Linked DNA regions of Mus musculus: region 2 is linked to region 1. The links are chromatin contacts, called in public HiChIP or PLAC-seq maps. All regions are on one chromosome and are shown on one strand. Each heading gives the region's core, a stretch centred on a gene start, on an enhancer-like site or on the middle of the called end of the contact. The rest is flanking DNA. Distances are from core to core; before and after follow the strand shown. Region 1 holds the start of Tmem150cos (transmembrane protein 150C, opposite strand). Region 2 has its middle 13 kb from the start of Gm42129.

Evidence for each region. HiChIP or PLAC-seq counts read pairs in DNA pulled down with a chosen protein or histone mark.
Region 2: a contact with region 1 is called in an H3K4me3 HiChIP or PLAC-seq map of embryonic basal ganglia, with 4 times the contacts expected there. The contact joins the enhancer-like site here to the promoter of Tmem150cos in region 1. A contact is called at or near these places in 7 of 39 promoter capture datasets (the 3T3-L1 cell line, the HPC-7 cell line, cranial neural crest and 2 more), 4 of 484 Hi-C or Micro-C datasets (epidermal suprabasal cells, hematopoietic stem and progenitor cells, neural stem cells and 1 more), 11 of 115 datasets of contacts at active chromatin or transcription factors (craniofacial prominence, double positive thymocytes, embryonic basal ganglia and 7 more) and 1 of 9 other capture datasets (adipose tissue).

Annotation. Positions count from the first base shown.
Region 1 is chr5:100,075,140-100,079,860 of GRCm38.p6, reverse strand. It overlaps Tmem150cos (transmembrane protein 150C, opposite strand), which reads right to left and starts at 1,899. Exons shown (of 5, transcript NR_045993.1): 1 at 1,721-1,899. It overlaps Tmem150c (transmembrane protein 150C), which reads left to right. Exons shown (of 8, transcript NM_001382851.1): 8 at 1-1,989. The coding sequence ends at 8.
Region 2 is chr5:100,264,179-100,268,899 of GRCm38.p6, reverse strand. It overlaps the pseudogene Gm8091. Among named protein-coding and RNA genes, the nearest start is that of Gm42129, 13 kb to the left of the region's middle. Within about 2 kb of position 2,034, at least 23 of the 459 cell types and tissues checked have an H3K27ac peak or open chromatin away from gene starts, as enhancers often do.

The DNA of each region.
Region 1 (4,721 bases), core at 650-3,149:
AGGTGTAGCAACAGTTTGTCCTTGGGGGTGCGGTGGGTGTGGCAACAGGGGAGGGGCCAGGAGGATACACTCACGGGACTCGACACATCACCTCACGATGCTTTTCACACACACACACACACACGGATGCACACTCACGGCCATATCTGACAGAAGAGCTTTTCAGGGCAGGTTACTTCTTTCTTGAACAAGCACAAGCCCTCATGTATGGAAATACACGCTGTCACACCGAAAACATGCACGACAGAGCCAGAAGCTTGTGCATGACCACCTCCCCGCCCCCCACGCCCTCCCAGCAGGCCTTGCGCTTCTCATCCTTTTCCCGGTTCCAACCTGGCATCTTCCTCCTGCAAAGTAAGGCCGGCCGAATGTAAAGTGAGAGTCAAGCCAGCTCCCTAAGTCGCCTTCAGGTTGGAAGGGTTTGAGGCGAGCACGAGGGGAACTTGAGTGGAAACCTAGGAGCATCTGGCTGCATGCACCCCGCACTAAAGCTGGCCGTGGCCTGAGAGGCGTGGGCAGAGCTTTCCCATCAGTCTGACATCATCACTGTTCAGCGGTCGGCTTTGTGGATCCAGAGAGAGAAGCATGCTACAGAGAGTGAGCGGGAAAGAAGCCGGCCACCAGCATTTGGACTTGAGTCACTCTGCCTGAGGAAGATCTCCAAACGTGAATGCTACCGGGGACAGTCAGCCGCGAATGGCACGAGGTACGGCTGAGAGGGCGTGGCTTGGTTTTTCCTTCCACAGTGCATCACCCACAGTTCCAGTTTGCATTTTCTTTTTGAAGTGCCACTCTCACGGGTCTATGTAGGCCTCGTGGGCAAAGGTGTGGACCAAAGGCAAGAACCTTGTTTTGGCTTCAAGTATGAAAGGGGTATACGTGCAAGCTTAATTTATATCTGAAGAAATAATAAGAAAAAAAGATTCTCGAAGAATCGCAAAAGAAATCTACATGGAGGTGAAAGGTATGAGGGCTCTGAGGAAAGACAGGAGGTTAGCCCTCTTGCTGCTAGTCCAACCCAGGGGAGATTTTAACATCCGTGTGTTGCTCAAATTTTATAGTTTGAGGACTGGGGACTTTAAATTAAATTTGGAAGTTATAGAAGCAAATTAAAAACATCGCCCTCCCGCAAATCACATTGGCACAAATGGAGCTGCAATACTGCTAAGCTGTTCGGAGATGAGCCCAGAGGTGCAGGAGTTCAAGGCCATCCTAGATCCCTGTGCCAACAACAGAGTGCCAAGTGCACAAGCACCCCCTCCCCCAACCAAGTGCACAAGCACCCCCTCCCCAACCAAGTCACAAGCACCCCCTCCCCAACCAAGTCACAAGCACCCCCTCCCACATTGTTTCAAAAAACTCTCCAAACTCCTAGGGGGCTCAGACAGCCCGGAATGTAATGTGGAAAACGTTGTTTTGTAAATTCACCCTGAAGTATAGCTTCCCAAGGAAGGGTTCAAATGCTAAATCTCCGCCCCCCAGCATAGCGCCGAGCACGAGCACACAGTAAATGTCCAAATGAACAGATTTGCTGCTCGTTTCTGAGTGGAGGTGAGGAGCATCAAAGAGATTCAGAGACAAACGACAGAGTGGAAGACAGAGTGAAGAAGGAGGGGGAGGACTCATCACTACAGGGCAGGGCAGGGCAGGGAGTGAAAAGCCCCCAGTGGTGTGAGAAAGCCTCGAGTAGAGTATTCTCTTATTAAAAAAGGCGTCTTACCGTAAATACTCCAGGGGGATGTCTGTTAGTTTTGAAACTGCTATGAGGTTTCTCTTCTTTCCTCCTTTTCACTTTTCTATTTTAAAGATTTTTATCAAAGAACAAACGGTTTTATTTTACTCTCCACACTCCAAGTAAAGAGCTTTCGGTGACACACTTCTCTGCGTTCTTAAGAGTGTGCAGCAGCAGCAGCGGCAGCAGCAGCATCCAGCCAATACTGACATTACTCACTGGGACCTGGCCACTGAATAAAGGGGTTTTATGCTAAATCCTGACTTCCTTGTTTCTTACACTAACAGTTCTTCGTGGGTGTGCACGTACACGTCCGTGCTTGCTGTGGATAGCTTGCAGAACACGTTCTTTAATGCTCATTCTATTGTGACGGATACAGTTCAGGATCAGTCAAATGGAAGAGGTGCATGGGTGAAGAAGGCAGGCCTGGGGCTGGCTCCCTTGCCCTCAGTGCACCCCAGGCTCTCCATCCCAGCTGCCCCCCAACCTCCCGGAAGTAGGTAGGCTGGAGGTCTAAGCACCTGGTGAGCAGCCTCATCCTAAAGTTACCTCAGTAGCATGAAGTCTGGTACAAACAGAAGATGTTCATTATGAATAAAACACTGCTGTTCTGTCCTATGGGTGTTAGGAATTCCATGGCAGGAATGGAATCGAAAGCCAAACATCTTGTCTGAGAAAATATTTTTTGTACAATAAAGTTTTAGCATATTCTTTCTCTCCTCCCTGATCTTCCCCACCCCCACGTCCAATTTCTCTCTTCATAAGAAGCTAAAATCAAAGCAAACTAAAAAGAAAACCAGTAAGGCAAAACGCAGTGTCTTAGTCAGGGTTTCTTTTTTTTTTTTTTTTTTTAAAGATTTATTTATTATATGTAAGTACACTGTAGCTGTCTTCAGACACTCCAGAAGAGGGCGTCAGATCTTGTTACAGATGGCTGTGAGCCACCATGTGGTTGCTGGGATTTGAACTCTGGACCTTCGGAAGAACAGTCGGGTGCTCTTACCCACTGAGCCATCTTACCAGCCCCTTAGTCAGGGTTTCTATTCCTGCACAAACATCATGACCGAGAAGCAAGTTGGGGAGGAAAGGGTTTATTCAGCTTACACTTCCATGCTGCTGTTCATCATCAAAGGAAGTCAGGACTGGAACTCAAGCAGGTCAGGAAGCAGGAGCTGATGCAGAGGCCATGGAGGGATGTTACTTACTGGCTTGCTTCTTCTGGCTTGCTCGGCTTGCTTTCTTATAGAACCCAAGACTACCAGCCCAGGGATGGCACCACCCACAAGGGACCCTCCCACCTTGATCACTAATTGAGAAAATGCTTTACAGCTGGATCTCATGGAGGCATTTCCCCACCTGAAGTTCCTTTCTCTGTGATAACTCCAGCCTGTGTCAAGTTGACACAAAACCAGCCAGTATGCAGAGATCTCACAAAAGGACGTGGGGTGTTTGTGTGTACGTGTGTTAGCACATGGAATCTGCCCAGTTGTGTTGTTGACATACCCAATGACACTCCATTTGAGGAAGCTGTGTGTCCCAGAAAATACCAGTTATGGGTATCTTCCTGGTTAGGAGTAGGAAGGACTTTTTGTCTGCTCTCCTTCCTCAGGGCTGGGATGTTGTCTGGTTTGAACCTACACAGGCCTTGTGTCACTGTCACCGGCTCTGAGTTCACATGTGTGTTCTAGACATCAGTTCTATGGTGTCTAGAAACAGTTTCTTTGGGATCATCACCTCTGGCTCTGACTCTCTGCCTCCTCTTCTGCATAGAGGGGTCTTGAGAGAAGGGGTCTTCTTTCTTTCTTTCTTTCTTCCTTTTTAAGATTTATTTATGTCACTGTCTATGTCTTGAGACACACCAGAAGAGGGCATCAGATCCCCAAATGGTTGTGAGCTACCATGTGGTTGAGTCACCATGTGGTTGCTGGGAATTTAACTCAGGACCTCTAGAAGAGCAGTCAGTGGTCTTAACCGCTGAGCCATCTCTCCAGCCCGAGGGAAGGGGTCTCGATAAAGGCCTCCCAGTTAGCGCTAAGTGCTCCAAACTCACTCTCTGCACACTGTCCAGTTGTGGGTCTCTGCTAATTACCATCTACTCAGAGCAGCAGCTTCTTTGATGAGGGCTTAGTCTGTGAGCTATGGTATAGAAATGTGTCATTAAGAACCACTGTACTGCAGTGGGGTCTCCCCTAGGCTCATGACATTTAGGCCCAGTTCTTGGCCATCTTACGCAGTATTTTGTACAGGTTCCATGTCATGTCATCTGGGTTACCAAAGATCCAAAGTGATAAGTACCATATTTCCCCTTACATATGGACGTCATCTTTTAAGTTTTAGATATGTGTGATTCAATCCAAAAACCACAGTGGTTAGGTAGCTGGTCAGGGACGGGGGTTGGGAGGCTGGGCATAGGAATGGGATCTTCCAACCCTTTTTATTTTTAAACGATCTCACACAAATACAGATGGAGCTCAGTGTGACCCCTTAGAGCTGAAATTCACAGCACTCATAGGAAGCCATAGCTGGGGCATCTTCATACAGAATGAGCAGCCCTGGCTGTCAGGGAACAAAGTCCCACACATACTGAGTTTCCTGTTGTCCAACTGAGCCTCTCGAAGGAGAAAAGGCCAGAAGTATTTAATGGTCATCCCAGCATTAGAGAGGCAGAGGCAGGAGGGCTGGGTTCCACTCTAGAATGAGCTACATAGTAAGACCCCTATCTCAAACAAGGAGAGAAGGAAGATTAAAGTATTGCCATATATCAACCCTTCCGAGTTATCCAGTCCAGATCTCCATCCTGCTTGGTCCACTCTTTACTAATTAACGACATCTCCACTGTAAGGCATCTCAGTTTTAACCCTTTATCTCAAGCCCTTAAACCCACCCTTGAACAGTTGTCCTGTGTAAGTTAAAGATGTGCGTCTTCCAATCGTTACAGGGGTCTCTTTCCCCTTACTCCTGTATCTGTTCTCACAGCCAATATTTGTGG
Region 2 (4,721 bases), core at 785-3,284, 190 kb before region 1:
ATATACAACATATCTTGGTCGTATGCATCACCTCACATCTCCCTCCAAACTTCATCTTCTCCTTCCTCTCCCCTCCCCCCATACACGCCCCACCCCCTCCCCATTCCTGCTGAAGAGGTCAGCTCAGGAACTTTTGAAAATTCTACCAGGCCCCTCCCCTCCTGGAAGAGAAAGGTCATGGGAGCCCCTCCCCTCTGGTAGGGAGGGGCTAATTACATTCCTCAGACAACAGGGAGGAGGGACCAACCACAAGCCACCTGTAGGTACGGGAGGCCCAGGGCTCATAGACACATTCCAAGACTGTTGGCCACCTACTTCATTCCCTAAAGACAGATCAGCTTAAAAGTCACATTGTCCTGCCAATCACATTGTACCCAGTGGCTGCTGCCTTGAGAACTGTATAAAGGCTCACTGGATGGGCTGTGTGTGGTCTTTTTCTCTCTCTCTCTCTCCATGTGCAGGGCGACCCCAACATGTTGGAACAATAAATTCCTCTTTCTTTTTGCATCAATTCCCTGCTCTGAGCTGTTCGTTCACTCAGGGAGTCCCGATAAACTAAGGCTAGACAGAGTCTTATACTGCCTTTACACGTTTGAGGGTGGGGTCATCCACTCAGACGTGGGTGATCTATCGGTAGCCACTCCTCAAAGAAAAGTGATCCTCCCACCTCCAGCAGCCATCAGGAGCCAGTAGCTCCCCTGCTAGAGCTGAGGGTTTGTAAGTCCTTCCCCTACCCATCCAAACCAGCATTAATGCAAACCTTTAAAATGCTTTTGTGGGGCTGGGAAGTGGCCCAGTTTATAAGGTGCCTGTTGGACAAGCATGAGGACCCAAGTTTGAATCCCCAGAACCCACTTTAAAACATAGAGGAGTGGCTCATGCCTGATGCCTGTAACCCAGCACAGGGGTAGAGGCGGGAGGGAAGGACAGGTATACAGGAAGTTCACTGCCCAGCCGAGTAGCAGGATTGGTGAGCTCTCGATTCAATAAAATACTCTGCCTCAAAAACAGAAAGGTGGAGAGTAACTGAGGTGATAGACCTAAGGCCAGCCTTTGGCTCCGTGTGCGTGTACATCACACACACACACACACACACACACACACACACATTAACAAGTACAGCTCCCTCCCAATAACATGCTTTTAAAAAGGATCATCCAGGAGTGCCGGCTTATACCTTTAATTCCAGGAAGCCGAGGCAGATGGATGGCTGCAAGTTTGAGGTCGACTTGGGCAACATAGTGGGTTTGAGGCCAGCTTGGGCTACACAGTGAGGCTTCCTTTAAACACTCTAAATAAGATCCAACATCTCTTTACCCCTTTGCAGACTTTAAATTTTGTCAGCAAACACCTTTCGAGTCACTAAGATTGGCTTCTAAACTCCCTCCAGCTTCTAAGTCCTGGCGTAGGTGGAGTATCCTATCAAGACAAGTGCCAGCGGCCGGCAGCTAGCCTCTCAGAAGTACCTGCCAGATGGCAGACACCTGTGCCAGGCCCCCGGTGGGGACTTTCCGGACCAGGTTTTACAGATTGTAAGCATCATCTGTAAGTGAATTAGTGCTGACTCAGTATTAACGGTGGGGGAAGCACTGAAGGGTCTCCCAGGCTATCCCGTACAGTGTTGGCATATGAGCTGGACTAGCAGAGCCCTGAGATGATTGATTTCCAGTGACTTACAACTCCCAGGAGGTGGGCAGTGAGCCGTTTCCTATTTGACTTCTTGACAGAAGGATGCCTTTACCCAGAGTGCACTCTGGCACACTCACGCAAACGATCTCTCCCCTCTCCCAAGCCTGCCTGTCTCAGCAGATACGTTGACATGTTAGGACTGGTTTCCTTCCCACTACTTACTGGAAGCTCAGACAAGTTATGAATAGAAGCAGAATTCCCTTTGGCTGGGTTTTGAGCCCACCTGGAATGCTCTTTTGGACTTTTAAGCAACCAGAAAAAATTGAATTACAGAATGTAACAGCCACACTGTGTCTGCTCAGGAGCGAACATCTGTTTCCAGGGGTGCCAGGGGAACCCCAAGCACTGATCTGTTTTCATCTCTGGGAAAGAGGCACGCTCTGAGCTGTGTGAGGCGAGCTCAGAGCTATGTGCAGCCTGCCTTCCCTCTTGTCAACAGTGGAACGCAGCCTGAGTCGAAGGAACACTCAGCTTGTTTTCTTTTGAGGCAGGGTCTCACTGAAGCCCAGGTTGGCCTTGAACAAATGGTAATCCCGTGTTAGTCTTCAGAGTGTGCCAACATGCCCAGCAGAAATTTGTTTTGATCATGAAATAAAGCAGAAGAAGAATAGTTTCATCCAGGCGGGCTGCTTCAGAGCGGGCTGCTTCCGAGGTACACTGCCTTTGCCCGAGTCCCTTGTGGCATGAGGAGTGACAAGTGTGGAGAAGAATCTCTAAGTGATCAGGGTTGTTCACCAGGGACCTTGGTTAGGGACACCATCCTTGGTTAGGGCAGAGGACTGGTGTAAGACAGTGCACTGCACACCAGCTGACACGATTGTCATTGGTGCTATGAAAACATACAGGAGCAGAAACAAGAAGATGTTCAGTGATGGGCTGAGTCTCAGTGCTTTGTGTGGTTCCACAGGGCAGGGCTAACCACAGAGCTCAGGACACGGCCCACGGCAGAGCTCCTCAGGACAGGGCTCACCGCCGAGCTGGGACGATTCTTTTATATGTTTTTCTTTCTTGATTATGTTTTAATTTTTAAAAATGTCAAGCTCAAAAAAAATTTCAAGGGAGGTGTATTGAACCACTGTATAACTTTACCTATGACTGCCAGCTTTAAACCTCTGGTTGAATTTTGAATATTTGGTATATGTGTGTGTGTGTGTAAGTTTGTGTGTGTTTGTATGTGTTGGTGCTTATGTGTGCATGTGTTTGTGTGTGTGCGTGTGTGCATGCATGTGGTGCTTGTGTGTGCATGTGTTTGTGTGCGTGTGTATTCATGTGCTTGTGTGTGTGTGCATGTGTGTGTGTGTGATATGCATAGGAGCACTTTTTCCTAAGCCATCTGGATGTTAACAACACACTCACCACCTTTCCATCTCAAAACTGCACGTCTAAGTACAAGTGCATTCCCTACATACCTCAAAACAACAACAAACTAGGAGTTTTAATGATCATATGACTACTATCTACTGTACAGACCACAGTCAAATCCCCCCGTATCCCAGCAGTGCCCATCATCAATGCTTACTGTTGTGACAATCCTGATTGAGCATCTCTCCTCTGCTTTGTAGTCCTGGCCATAGAGCCCAGGGCCTTCATGCCAGGCAAGTACTTTTAAGATGGGACTTTTCGGTTCAGGAAGATAAGGACTTTTTCAACAACAGTCTGCTTCCTTTCTCTTCCTTACAAGAGAGAAATCCGTACATCTGATAGAGCATTAATTCATCTCTCAACCCTGCCAGAGACACTTCTATTTGCAGATGAAAATTAACACAGAGAGTTAGACCTAGCCAAAGCTCAGGTGAGAAGGGATTGCAGAATGCTCAGCCCTAGATGGGACATGTATACTTCACCCCCTCTTCCAAGGCGGCTCAGAGGTCGTTGTGGAAAGGGGGGCATAACAGTGTAAGGCCAGAGACAGTGGGTGGCTATGAGGAAACGGTGTGTTCTGAACACGCAGGGCAGCTGCACACGGGGACTCACAGTGGTTGTGACACTGTCTATAAGACCTATGCAAGCCTAAACCAGACTAAATGGCTATCTTGCCAAAAGCAATCTACAGATTCAATGCAATCCCCATCAAAATTCCAACTCAATTCTTCAACGAATTAGAAGGAGCAATTTGCAAATTCATCTGGAATAACAAAAAACCTAGGATAGCAAAAAGTCTTCTCAAGGATAAAAGAACCTCTGGTGGAATCACCATGCCTGATCTAAAGCTTTACTACAGAGCAATTGTGATAAAAACTGCATGGTACTGGTATAGAGACAGACCAGTAGACCAATGGAATAGAATTGAAGACCCAGAAATGAACCCACACACCTATGGTCACTTGATCTTTGACAAGGGAGCTAAAACCATCCAGTGGAAGAAAGACAGCATTTTCAACAATTGGTGCTGGCACAACTGGTTGTTATCATGTAGAAGAATGTGAATCGATCCATACTTATCTCCTTGTACTAAGGTCAAATCTAAGTGGATCAAGGAACTTCACATAAAACCAGAGACACTGAAACTTATAGAGGAGAAAGTGGGGAAAAGCCTTGAAGATATGGGCACAGGGGAAAAATTCCTGAACAGAACAGCAATGGCTTGTGCTGTAAGATCGAGAATTGACAAATGGGACCTAATGAAACTCCAAAGTTTCTGCAAGGCAAAAGACAACGTCAAGAAGACAAAAAGACCACCAACAGATTGGGAAAGGATCTTTACCTATCCTAAATCAGATAGGGGACTAATATCCAACATATATAAAGAACTCAAGAAGGTGGACTTCAGAAAATCAAATAACCCCATTAAAAAATGGGGCTCAGAACTGAACAAAGAATTCTCACCTGAGGAATACCGAATGGCAGAGAAGCACCTGAAAAAATGTTCAACATCCTTAATCATCAGGGAAATGCAAATCAAAACAACCCTGAGATTCCACCTCACACCAGTCAGAATGGCTAAGATCAAAAATTCAGGTGACAGCAGATGCTGGCGTGGATGTGGAGAAAGAGGAACACTCCTCCATTGTTGGTGGGATTGCAGGCTTGTA